3 separate regions of the Mus musculus genome follow, and regions 1 and 3 are each linked to region 2. A link is a contact called in public HiChIP or PLAC-seq and promoter capture Hi-C data. All regions are on one chromosome and are shown on one strand. The core of a region is the stretch at or near the end of the contact, and the rest is flanking DNA. Distances in the headings are between cores, read along the strand shown. Region 1 holds the start of Tnk2 (tyrosine kinase, non-receptor, 2). Region 2 holds the start of Cep19 (centrosomal protein 19). Region 3 holds the start of Tnk2os (tyrosine kinase, non-receptor 2, opposite strand).

Region 1 (3,831 bases), core at 1,275-3,774, 540 kb before region 2:
TTTAGCTCCTGGTCTCTTGCCCCAAGATCCCAAGGAGTTCGGCCTACGTACATGCCACCAAAGCCAGCTATTTGTTTTATGATTTTTGTTTTTTTGGGTTTTTTTGTTTTGTTTTGTTTTGTTTTGTTTTGTTTTGTTTTTTCCCAGACAGGGTTTCTCTGTATAGCCCTGGCTGTCCTAGAACTCACTTTGTAGACCAGGCTGGCCTCAAACTCAGAAATCCACCTGCCTCTGCCTCTGCCTCTGCCTCCCGAGTGCTGGGATTAAAGGCATGCGCCACCACGCCCGGCTCAGCTATTTGTTTGAAAAAGAGATATATTTTTACTTAAATTTATTTCTAACTGGTTTATTTAATTGTAAATATGGGTTATGTGATAAGTCTAGAAGTCCCTTAAAGGTTAAAATGCTCATCTAAAATATAATCCATCCATTCTAGCCCTAAGAATTTACCTGGGAGAAATAAAAGCCAATATCCACAAAAAAACAAACACAATCACTCAAAGAAGCTGTGCTTGTAATACCAAATCCGAGTGACACACACATAAGAGACCGCTGACAATGACTGGGAATGAACCAATGTGATACATGCAACACGATACTACACGGGGGAGATGTGAAACAGGGATGCTGCTCCAGAGAAGCCAGACTCTAAAAGGTCACTAACTGACTTCCATTTACACAAACTCCTAGGCACAGCAAGCTCAGGGAGTCCCAAAGAGCAGACCAGTTGCTCTCCTGTTCATCCTAAAGTGCAGGCAAGGCAACCTAAAGGAAGTGTGAAGGTGTATGCTTTATGTATGCGCTGAGAGCAGAATTCTCTCCACTGAAACCAGTGAGCCAGAACCACTCTGGTCATTCCAGGAGAGCTTGGCACCGTGGACACAGCAGTTAAACTTCCGGTGTCTGAATGTTTGAGAGACAATGTGACTGGCACGGGATAAAGCTGAAAGACGGGTTGGGTTTGCCAGAGTCGGCAAACCGGCTCCTCCAGCAGTTCAAGCCACCACTACCCCTTCTTCTGCCCCCACAGGAGAACCCTATCTCCACCCAGGTCTGTTCAGAACCCGGGTATGGGAGTCCATCTGACTCATAGGCACACGGTAGGCTAGGGCAGAGATATTCCTGGTGAAGGCTCTGAGACAGTAACTCTGGATCCATCCCACAGGTGGGCTGGAAGTGCAAGAACTTTTGACACGGCTAGGGAAATAAAGACAGAGGCTGTAAGCTGTCAACCAAGACCACCTGAACCAGGAAAGAGGTGGGTTCATATGCCAACAAGAAATCAAATCTACCCATTGGCCTGCAGGCTCCACCTCTAGGCGGCGCCAAGAAGGAGCCACGGTCGCGGGGAGGTGAGGAGGTCTTAATAGGATACCACAGGCTTCTCTATTTGCCAGCTTCTAGAGTGAGGTCAAGGCATGGGTAGCAGCCGCTGGTACAACCTCCCTTCCCATTCCATTCAGAAATGAAGACCTCACCAGTTGCTCTCTGCAGTTCTACCCATCCTTGGCTTTGGGCCCACAGCATAATCAACCGTGACAAAACCGTGTGGCAAGGCGCAGGCCAGGCTCGTGCCCAAGTCACTACTGGCTGCCACACTCACGTGATCAACAGGACTACAAGATAAGGCACAGCGGCTAATGCAACACTATCCATTTTCCCTTTCGGGAGGACTTGAGGCCGGTGATGCAGGTTGCACAACAGCTTGCACAGAGACACACCTACCTCCACCAGCAGATAGGTGAAGGGGATGACTTAGTCCCTGGGGCTATCCTGCCTTCTCTTCCCTCTGCCTATACCAGGCAGCCACTCAAATGGTTCCACATCCAGTCTAGACTTGAAAGCGGTGACTACTCCACTACAGCAGCTGCTACTTACAATTATATGTGGTGGGTGCTTGCGTGTGTGTGTGCGCGTGCGTGCGTACGTGTGTGTATGTGTGTGTTCGTGAGGGGTGATGCCCAGGTTGGTCAACTAGAGAGGACAAGGGATGTTTGGAACCCATTCTCCGATGCTTCTAATCATATCAACTCCGATAACAATATTGGCCATCCGTACCTGAGTTTCCAGCTGTCCCCAGGCAGACACTGCTTCGAGGATGCTCAGACTTGAGGTAGCAGAAAGGATCTTGCAGGCCAGTGCCTACCCTCCAGCAATATCTTCCAAAGGTCAGGTTCACAGCGCTCTTCTGCTCCCCAATCCCCTACATCTTCCTGCATTACTCTTGGCACTAGAGCAACCCTGATGCCAGCAAGGAAGGCAGCTTGCCGATTACCACCTCCTTCGCCGTCTGCGCCTGCGGGTCCTGTGTCCCTCTTGGAATCCCTCTCCCCCTGAGGACCCTTTACCGTTCAGATACGTCTCCTGAACAGCCCACACTACCTGGCCCTCTTGCACCCCGGGCAGCCAATTTGCTTCCTGCACCCCCAGGCGCCCCTCTCCTTCAGGCCCTCGGGGCCCTACAGGCCTGGCTCTCCCCAGCAGCTCGAGTCTGTCCCCACTCGCTAGGGATGCTCCAAGGACCACCGCCTCCCCGCCCAGATGCCTGCAGCTCTCCCAGCTGCGCTCGTCCGAACTTTCGAGCTCCTCCGTGCGCGGGCAGGGGCCGTGAGCCAACTCGGGCAGCTCCTCTGGCTGCCGCAGAAGCCTGCGTGGGCTGCCCTCCCCGCGCTCCTGCACCCCGGCACGGGCCTCGCCGCGCTCCTGCACTGCGGGGCCGCCTCCCCCCTTCTCCTGCTGCTGCCTGCGGGGCCCCAGGCCCTCCTCCTGCGCCACCGGCCCGCCGGCCGAACCCGTCCAGCGCGCCCGGCGCCTCCAGTCCGCGGCGTCGGGCGGCCCCCACACCACCCCCAGACTAGGCTCGTGACCGCGGCCGCCCCGCTCCTGCACCCCCAGCCCCACGCCGCCCTCCTCCTGCACGGCCGGACCCACCCCGCCCTGCTCCTCCACGCCGAGCTTCAGCCCGCGAAGAAGCTGCGGGCCCCAGCTGAGCCGCCCGACGCGCGCCGGCTGCTGCTCCGGCAGCGCGGGGCTCAGCCCGCCGCGCTCCTCCTGCGCCCCCCGCCGCCGACCCCCCGCGCCCGCCGCGCCGCGCACGCGCCTGCCCCCCAGAGGCCGCGCGCTCCCGCCCCTCCAGATGGTGCTGCCCTGCGCGCCCCCGCCCCGCGGCTTCCGCCTCGGCCCCAAGCGGGCCCGGCGTCCCGCCCTCGCCGCCCACACTCGACCTCGGCCACCCCGGCGCCGCGCCGCAGGTGCTGCGGCCCCGCGAGCCGGCGGCCCTCCAGCCGGGTTCTCAGAGCCCGCGCGCGCCTGCGCCGCCCTAGGGGGTGGGGCCCGCTGGGGTCGCTCCGCCTTCTTAAAGGGCCCTGGTCCATACACACACACACACACACACACACACACACTCAAAAAAAAAAAAAATGAAGTTCAAAATTAGGAGGTTTCATCGATTAATAAATTCAAGTGAGAACAAGTCCTGGAATAAGAGTCTGAATTTAGCCAGTACTTGGGAGGTAGAGCAGACAGATTTCTGAGTTCGAGGCCAGCCTGGTCTTCAAAGTGAGTTCCAGGACAGCCAGGGATACCCAGAGAAACCCTGTCTCACAGCCAGGGATACACAGAGAAACCCTGTCTCGGAAAAAAAAAAAAAAAAAAAAAAAAAAAAGTTACAGGAGCTCACCCCAGGCAGTCAAGGTCAAATGTAACATAGCTTAGCTAGAGAAAGGAAAGGAAGGAAGGAAGGAAGGAAGGAAGGAAGGAAGAAAGAAAGAAAGAAAGAAAGAAAGAAAGAAAGAAAGAAAGAAAGGAAGGAAGGAAGGGAATAAGAAAGAA
Region 2 (4,480 bases), core at 1,315-3,814:
CCTTTTCTTTCCTGCTTTTGATCGTTAGTGTTAGGAGACCAGACTGAGCTATCAGCACAAGGAAGAAGAGATGGTAAAACTGGCACACTGGTAGCAGCTTCCATCCTGACAGTAGCAGTTGAAGCCCCAAGAGGGCAACAGAAGGTCCCAGAGAGTAAGTAACCAAAGTGGAAACACTGGAGTAGAGGCAGCGGAAGTTATGAGAACTAGATGCTGAAGAGTTTCAGGAAGCTTCCGGGCCTTAAGCGATACTACTAGCCATTGTAGGAATGGAGTGTCACAACTGTAGTCCAGCAGATGTTGTCTTCTGGTGGCACTCACAGCTGCTGGACGAGGGGCATTACAGTATCTGGCAAATGCTTGCCAAATGGATGCTAATAGCATCTGACCTGAGCACCCAGAGCCATGCGTCACTAGCGTCTAAATCAGGAGGCCTAAGTCCCTACCTCTCAGTGTCTGGAACTGTCATCATCTAACGTGCTAGTCCAGGCCTTGGACACTCAAGGGCCTGGGAACTTCTACTCATGATTTCTATCCAGCTAGAGCAAACTGACCCCAGTCAGCTGACAACATAAGGATCAATAGCGAAACATAAGGATCAATAGCGAAAATGGCAGATCTGAAAGGCATCGTTCCTTATGCCTGTAATCTCAGAACTCAGAAGGCCAAAACAGCAAGATTGCCCTGAGTTCCAGGACAGCTGTTTGGGAACTCTGGTCCCTTACTTCTCAAAAAAAAAAAAAAGGGGGGGTGGGGGGGTTTGTAGGTAATCAGCCTCTCCACATTCAAAACAGTAATGTTTGTTTGGCTTTTACCTCTGCTCATTTGTCCTACTATAGTATTTTTCCAGGTATAAGAAACCCAGACATGGGCTGGTGAGATGGCTCAGTGGTTAAGAGCACTGACTGCTCTTCCAAAGGTCCTGAGTTCAAATCCCAGCAACCACATGGTGGCAAACAACCACCCGTAATGAGATCTGATGCCCTCTTCTGGTGTGTCTGAAGTATACTTATGTATAATAATAATACAGTATACTTATGTATAATAATAAATAAATCTTTAAAAAAACCAGATATTTTCAGATTAATACTTTCTGCTCTCTCTTTCCATCTCTACCCTCAGTGGCAAAGTACACTTAATTACAAGAATTGCTTAGGGCTGGCGGGATGGCTCAGTGATTAAGAGCACCAACTGCTCTTCTGAAGGTCCTGAGTTCAAATCCCAGCAACCACATGGTGGCTCACAACCATCCGTAATGAGATCTGACGCCCTCTTCTGGTGTGTCTGAAGACAGCTACAGTGTACTTACATATAATAAATAAATAAATCTTAAAAAAAAAAGAAAAATAGGAATAAAAGTGAGAGAAAGAGAAAATGAAATGTTCATCTAACTTCTATTCTTTTTTCTAGCTATATGTATGTCACATACATATATGCATAAATATAAATACATATATAGACTACAGTTTAGTTTTATCTCATACATACGGTTTCCTGTATTAAATGCAAATTTTATGGTTGCTAGGTAGATTTATCATATAGGATCACAGTCTGTATTCTCACCCTACTGACAGATGTGAGATTTTTACTCCTATGAGGTCAACCATAATAAAGTGCTGCCTTTCACATTGCTGGGCTTTGCCTTTGATCTGAGCCAATGCCCAGACACTATTCCCAGTTCACCTCACTAGAGTGTGATGTCAGTAAACTTTCCAGACACTATATGGTCTACAAACATAAGCAAAGGGCCACACTTGTGAATAGAGTCGATAATAACGTAAGGTCTTCACTAAAGAGTTTTCCTTTTAATTTATTATTATTATTGTTGTTGTTGTTTCAAGTCAGGATTTTCTGTGAAGCTCTCGCTGCCCTGGATTCACTCTGTAGACCAGGCTGGCCTCAAACTCAGAGATCTGACCGCCTCTACTTCCCGGGTGCTGAGATTAAAAGCATACACCACCACTACCTGGCCTTTTTTTTTTTTTGTTTTTGTCCATATTTCTTAATAGCATGTTTGTAGTGCTATATTACACTATCCTCCCACTTTCGAGACCCCATAACCTGCCTGCCGTTCAGCACCAGCACTAGGTCAGCTAACGCACTGGGAGGAATGACATTACATTTACCTAATGTATTTTTACCTGATATACTTTTCCTACTAGAGATTTGTTCCCCACAACACCGAAGGGAATACTGAGGTCCCGATTCATGTCCTCACCAATGCAAGGCGACCCTACTTACCCTTGAAGAAGTACAGGAAGTGCACATCTGAACAGCAGTGAGGGGGTGGTTTCCATCCTACTGCACTGCACAGAGGAGCTTAGGTCGACTTTGAGGCGAGGTGGAGCCTGACGCTGCAGGAAACGGCGATAGCCATAGCCTACAGGAATAACCATGGGGTGAACTCAGAGGCAGGGGGCTCAGCCCGCACGCATCCGGTTGTGGGCAGGAAGCGGGGCTGAGCGCGGGGAGTGCGGTCCTAAGGCAGCTCGCCCGGTCCAAGGGCCCACCTAGGCGCCCCGAGGATCGTTCCCAAGGCAACAGAAGGCTCTCAATTTGCGCTTGCGCAGCCTCTCGCCCCGCCCCGGCCGGGATGACGAGGGGCGGGGCCAGGGGGCTGGCCTCTCCGGAACCTGGAGTTGTAGGGAGATCCTAGGGTGGAAGTGTTAGCCGAGTTCTGTTCGGGTCATCGGGAAAGGTGAGCGCGCGCTCAGCGTGCTCAGATTCCTTCGGTGACCGCAGCTTGCCCCGAGCGCCCCTTTCGGGCGTCGGGCTCCGGCGTCCTGGCTGCCGGCGCTGTGGCCTGGCTGCTCCTTTGGGCAGCCTGGCTGGTCGGCAGGCTCGCCGCGGACTTCAGCGACGCCCCTTTCAGCGCTGGTAAAGGTCAGGGGGCTGAGCGAGTGTGTGCGGAGCTGGGGCGGAGGTGGGGAGCACCCGCGGCGCCTGGGGTACCCGAGGCCGGAGGAAGTTAGCAACAAAGGCCCTGTGCGCCCTTCCCTCCTTGTGATCTTTGCTGGGGGTCCCATCCCGGGCTTCAGAGCCGGGCTTTGTCTTTCCAAGGCGGGACTGGCCACGCTGTGACCCAAGTACGAAACAAGTACAGCAAGCCACGAAGTATCTTGGGGTGCTTATGGTTCCCCTGAAGATGCCTTGTGCTGCCTGAGAGGCAGTGAACCCTCGGCATCCAGCGAAGTGTGAGAATGCCCAAACAGCATGTATGGGAGAAGGGGTGAGGTGATGTGTTGTGTGACATACTTCCCAGGGACACACGCACGCACGCACACACGCACAACCTGCTCACTCCAGAAAGGTAACCTTTGTACCAGTGTCCAGTTTGGTAAACCAATGATTTTTTTTTTTTAATTGGGGCTACTATTAGAAATATGGGTGAGGGGCTACTTACTAGAAGCAAGGATAACTCAAAAGAAGCTGCATCAGTAGAAAGATAAAATGGGTGAGTCCTGAAAACTGCAACCCTGGAGCTCACTAAGCGACTTCCAGACAGCTCTTCAGTCCTAACACTAGTTTCCCCCCTCCCATCTCTTTTTCTCTGCAGTTTGCCCCCAGCAACTGTTGACTCGCTTTTATATTGTAGGACCCTCAAGCGTCTCCCAACTGCTTATTCTCCTGGCTTCATGTTGCTGAGTAACAGGTTTATCAGTGATTCACACTCTTATTTTAATGTTCTTCCCACACATTTCTTGCCAGTGTTTTAGAGCAGGGTACCTGGCTACTGAACCTTTAGGGTTTGTTTGTTTCTTAATATTTGATACTTGAGAAATGGTCTTTCTTGGAACTTGGTATGTAGACCAAACTGAGTGCTGGAACCAAAGGTGGTGCCATCTCACCAGTCTTGAACTTTTAGTCACTGAGTAATAATAGTTTTAGTGAATCATTTTATGAAGATTTCTGCTTATTCCAAGTGTGTAAGTGAACTCACTGAATCTTCATGTGCCCCTCATTTTCTTGCCTTTTTTTTTTTAAAAAAAAAGCCTCTCCCAACATCTTCACAAAGTATCAGTGTACAATCTTCCCAGACTTGTAGACACGGGCATAAGAATACAGAAGTTGCTGTGTTGCTGTATCACGTATCAGACATGATTTAGTGAGCCAGAATAGTGTCTTAAGATCACATGAACAAGCCGGGAGTGGTGGCGCACGCCTTTAATCCCAGCACTCTGGAGGCAGAGGCAGGCGGATTTCTGAGTTCAAGGCCAGTCTGGTCTACAGAGTGAGTTCCAGAACATCCAGGGCTACACAGAGAAACCCTGTATTAAAAAAAAAAAAAAAAATCACATGAACAAAATCCTTTGTGTATGGAGCACTTTTTTGACTGCTTCTACATGTATTAAATGCCTGGGACAGCCACAGAGAGGCCTGGTCTACTTCAGAGGCACAGCTATTACATCATGGAAAGCTGACAAGCCGACTCCAGTGGCAGAGATTCTCAGCCTCACTGATGTACTGCCAGAAGTAGATC
Region 3 (3,970 bases), core at 1,422-3,921, 570 kb before region 2:
CCACAGTGTGACCCCAAACATCCAGGTGTCACTGGCATGGGAGAAAGTCCGTGTCTTCAGGCTCTCAGGGGCACACCTGGCAAAAAAAAAAAAAAAAAAAAAAAAAAAAAAACAAAGGTCAAAGGGACGGCTTCTTTGGGACCTCTCCTTGCCACCCCTTTAGCTGCCTCTGGCACTAGGAGACTCCACGATCTCAGCAAAGGATCTGCCCAGCAAGGACCCAAGGCAGGCTAAGCAGCAACGTGGAGGTCACTAGTTAGTCACTGCCTACAAGATACGGTGCAATCTATTCCCGCCTGCCGCCAGCTCTACACAGATAAGCCTACTGACCATCCTGGCCTGGCTGCTTGCCATATGTTTTAAACTTAACAGCAAGTCCTCCAGGAAGCCTTTTAATCCCCCACCAAGTACATGCCCTTTAGATTGCTTGTGCCTTCCAGTATTCCTGGAGAATTCCTTGGGTGGATGTGCAAACATGTAAGTCTTCAAGAAAGGCACCCAGGCCCAGAAATGAGAAGGACAGGCCGAGGCAGACAGTCCTGTGGTAGGTAACAGAGGCCCCAGAAGTTGGAGGTGTGGATCTGCTGAGACTGGAGTGGAGCTTGGGCCCTACAAGCCAGCAACACTTGCCCCTCACCAGGCAAAGGGCACCTTGCGGTGTTCTTGCATGACATAGTGGTCATCATTCTGGGGCAGAGCTCGCATCAGTCCGAAGTCCCCAATCTTGACCAGGTCCCGGGTAGCCAAAAGCAGGTTTCGAGCAGCCAGATCCCGGTGAATGAAGCGCTTGGACTCCAGGTAGGCCATACCCTCAGCCACCTGCACAGCGTAGCGACTCAGCGTCCCCAAGAGGAAATGACCTTGGTGTTTACGTAGGCGGTCCAACAAAGATCCCAGAGGTGCCAGCTCTGTCACCTGAGGCCACACAGAAGACAGACAGGATAAATCCGGTAGATCGATGCCACTCTCTCAAAGGCAAAGTTCCCAGTCTCTTTCTGGAGGTCGACCATAGCTCCAATGAACGAACTCCATGTTCGTTTCTGACCTGTCCCTTCAGTCACCCCCAAGAATCTAAACCCCAGAATAAAGCATTCCAAAGAGGCCCAGGCTAAAAACTCCAAAGATAACTCATGTCAAGGGCCAGCCATTCCTATGGGCACATCTTGCCAGTGAGCAGTAGAAAATCCAGAGATGACAGCACTAGGCAGTACCCTGGTAAACCCCTTTGCCACTTGTGGCGGGAAACTGGAGCAGGCAGGAGGAAGAGTGCGTCTGGGAGCCCAGACTGCAGGTAGCCCTCTGGCCTTCCCTCCCACCCAGCCACTCACCATCTTCATGGGTAGTGTGAGCACCACACCATACAAGCGAATGAGGTTTCGGTGGTCTAGTGAATGCATGGCATTGACCTCCCGGATGAAGTCGTCCATGGCCTCTGGCTGGCTCAGCACGTCAGGCTTCAGGCACTTGACGGCCACACTCACCTGCCCAGTGCAGGATTAGCAGGGCGTTAGACCTTCATGGTTCCCAACACTGAGCTAACTGCACCTTCCAACTCAGAGTAAAGCCCCTTGCGTCAGACCTGTTCATCTGAGTGCACAAGCATGCCATCAGTTTATATCCTACATCCTCTGCACTGCAAGAGGGTGGCAGCTGACTGACCTCTAAAGGTCACTAAATGTGGGCCTCTTCTTTCTGGGCAAATTCCCAAATTAGCAGTGACAATAAATTAAGAGATGAGCAATATAAAGACAGAACAATAATATAGTTGAACTATAATGCCATAATCTATGGATGCCCCCCACCTTGGAAAAAGGGGTGCTGAGTGGCCAGGGCTTGACAAATCCTGCTGGGTGCTAGCAATATTAATATACTGTCTGGGAAGTGCATCTGGCCCTATATATTTACAATAATCTGTATCCCCCCACACCCCATACGTGTATGTTTGTGTGTGGTTATCCACTAGGGAGTTTTAATTAAGAGAAAAAAGGCTATGACTTAAATATGTAAATCTAATTTCTATCTTAGTGATGAGACATAGCTCAGTGGCACAGCACTTGCTTCAAAGCTGATCCAAGACCATGAAGGAAGGAAAGGATAAAGGGACAGAAAATACTTTGTCACTGCAGGTTCAAAGCCACCCTGGTCTACCCAAGATGCTGTCTCACAACAAATCCCTGCAGGGGTTGGGGTGGCAGGAGGGGGCGCTGCAGCCCTGCCTCAGCCGGGCAGTGGGAGCTGCAGGCCTTTGCCTTTCATTTTTCCGTGTCCAATCTTTCATAGTAAGCAAACTATCTTTAGACTTGAAAAAAAGAAATCACTGTGCTCAGTTAAACCTGAACATGGCTCAAAAGGTGAGTACTTTCACAACTGTCCCTAGTCACTTGTCGCCTGACAGAAGGGGAGAGGTGCCCACCCCAGAGCTCACCGTCTTCCCTGCGGGGGCGTCCCATTCACCCCTGCGCACCACGCCAAAGGAGCCATCCCCCAGCTTCTCCAGCAGGCGTAGGTCTTTCTCCCCAATGAGGCAGGTGAGGCTCTGCAGGGTCCCCTCCCCTGGCAGGCTCCCTGGGGTGGGGGAGGGCTTCCGGAAGGTGCTCTGAGAGTGCTGGGAAGGGAACTCGGCCTCCAACCGCTTTCCACTGAACACCTGTTTGAAAGCAGCCAGAAGCCAGATGGAACCCAGGGCCCCAGAGGCACTCAGTCCCACCCTACTGGTAAGCCTCAGACAGCTCCTGGCTTTGCCAAGCTGCCAGGGGCAGCCTGTTAAAGGCACACACTTCTAGCGTACACCCTAACGGGGAACCCACAGCTGAAGCCTCAGGGTAGTCGTCAAAAACAGATGAAGATGCTGCTTGTGGATGAAGTTAACCCCAAAACGGTCTGTGAAGACAGAGATAGCCCAAAGCCCTCCAGGTACACCCCCAAGCCCCAGCCCTGGCAGCCCTGGCCTTCAGCTCCTCCCCATCTTACCCTTCCCTTCCTGAACCTCCTAAACGGCACAGCCTCTTGCCCCTAGCATACAAAGAGAGGGTAGGAGCCCGAGGGGCCCTCCAAACACCTCCCTGTCCATTTTTAGCCCTGGCCCCTTCTCTGGGTTAACCATTTGGCACTGTCTGTCTCTATCCTCCCTGGGGAGTCGGCTGCCCTTCATCCTGCCCAGGGGAGAAGATAATTTTAGTCTGAGGTTGACCCATGAGTATGTGTTATGTGTGTGTATGTAGTGCAAATGAAGCCAGTCTTTGCTGGAGAAGGGCCTGGAAAGACAGCTGGATTTCTGGAGGGGCGCCTAGAGCCAAGGGCTGAGAAGGAAGGAAGACTAGAGGGGTCTCCAAGGCCTGTTTTGGAGAAAGAAGGGCCAAAGGTCAAGAGACAGGAAGAGGGGGGCTATGAAGGAACTCACCTGGCCATGCAATCTGACTTGGCCCCTCCACTGGGCATCTAAAGCTCTAGTGCCAGGCTACAGACTCTTCTCGTTGCCCTCAGAGCTGGCCAACCTTACCCGTGTGTGCTGAGTGATAGGTTCTTTCTCCCCAGCTGGTGAAGTGAGCCAACTCAAGCCACATTAGAGTGGTCATGGGGAAAGTGGGGGTATGGGCGGAAAAGAGAAAGAAAGAGAGGGTGTGCACAGAGAGAAGAAAGGGGCGGGAGGGAGAGAAGGAGATAGACAGACAGACAGAAAGAGTCAGAGAGAGATGGAAATGTCTGGGTTACTAGGGAAGAGCCTCTGGGAGAAGGGCAGCCCCTGGGCTGGAAAGTTCTGAGTTGGGGGTGGGGGGTGGGGCGGGCAGAGTATGCCAGGTAGGGACTGAGGGATGCTGGGAGACCCTGGAGGCCAGGTCTGCTTTGGTATGTAAAATATGCCCCTCAGCCCCTTGTCCCGAAATCAAACACTAAGGGCAGCTCAAATCTGAGGACCTGTTTGGACTTTGTCCCCTCCTCCCAGTATTTTCCTAATATTTGCCAATAAGTT

What was found. HiChIP or PLAC-seq counts read pairs in DNA pulled down with a chosen protein or histone mark. Capture Hi-C pulls out chosen DNA fragments and counts their contacts.
Region 1: a contact with region 2 is called in a promoter capture Hi-C map of pancreatic islet. The contact joins the promoter of Tnk2 here to the promoter of Cep19 in region 2. A contact is called at or near these places in 5 of 39 promoter capture datasets (cranial neural crest, erythroid cells, frontonasal cranial neural crest and 2 more), 2 of 484 Hi-C or Micro-C datasets (embryonic stem cells and natural killer cells), 11 of 115 datasets of contacts at active chromatin or transcription factors (acute myeloid leukemia, astrocytes, craniofacial prominence and 8 more) and 4 of 9 other capture datasets (adipose tissue, embryonic stem cells, liver and 1 more).
Region 3: a contact with region 2 is called in an H3K4me3 HiChIP or PLAC-seq map of forebrain, with 5 times the contacts expected there. The contact joins the promoter of Tnk2os here to the promoter of Cep19 in region 2. A contact is called at or near these places in 4 of 39 promoter capture datasets (the 3T3-L1 cell line, cranial neural crest, frontonasal cranial neural crest and 1 more), 2 of 15 datasets of contacts at CTCF or cohesin (embryonic stem cells and large pre-B cells), 13 of 484 Hi-C or Micro-C datasets (B cells, the G1E-ER4 cell line, the HPC-7 cell line and 7 more), 14 of 115 datasets of contacts at active chromatin or transcription factors (T-cell acute lymphoblastic leukemia, astrocytes, cardiomyocytes and 10 more) and 3 of 9 other capture datasets (adipose tissue, embryonic stem cells and liver).

Annotation. Positions count from the first base shown.
Region 1 is chr16:32,643,336-32,647,166 of GRCm38.p6, reverse strand. It overlaps Tnk2 (tyrosine kinase, non-receptor, 2), which reads right to left and starts at 2,524. Exons shown (of 16, transcript NM_016788.3): 1 at 2,059-2,524.
Region 2 is chr16:32,097,873-32,102,352 of GRCm38.p6, reverse strand. Cep19 (centrosomal protein 19) reads right to left here and starts at 2,564. Exons shown (of 4, transcript NM_025892.3): 1 at 2,242-2,564. Pigx (phosphatidylinositol glycan anchor biosynthesis, class X) reads left to right here and starts at 2,626. Exons shown (of 6, transcript NM_024464.3): 1 at 2,626-2,883. The coding sequence starts at 2,784.
Region 3 is chr16:32,666,898-32,670,867 of GRCm38.p6, reverse strand. Tnk2os (tyrosine kinase, non-receptor 2, opposite strand) reads left to right here and starts at 2,671. Exons shown (of 3, transcript NR_033493.1): 1 at 2,671-2,913. Tnk2 (tyrosine kinase, non-receptor, 2) reads right to left here. Exons shown (of 16, transcript NM_016788.3): 4 at 2,426-2,647; 5 at 1,329-1,481; 6 at 638-915; 7 at 1-76.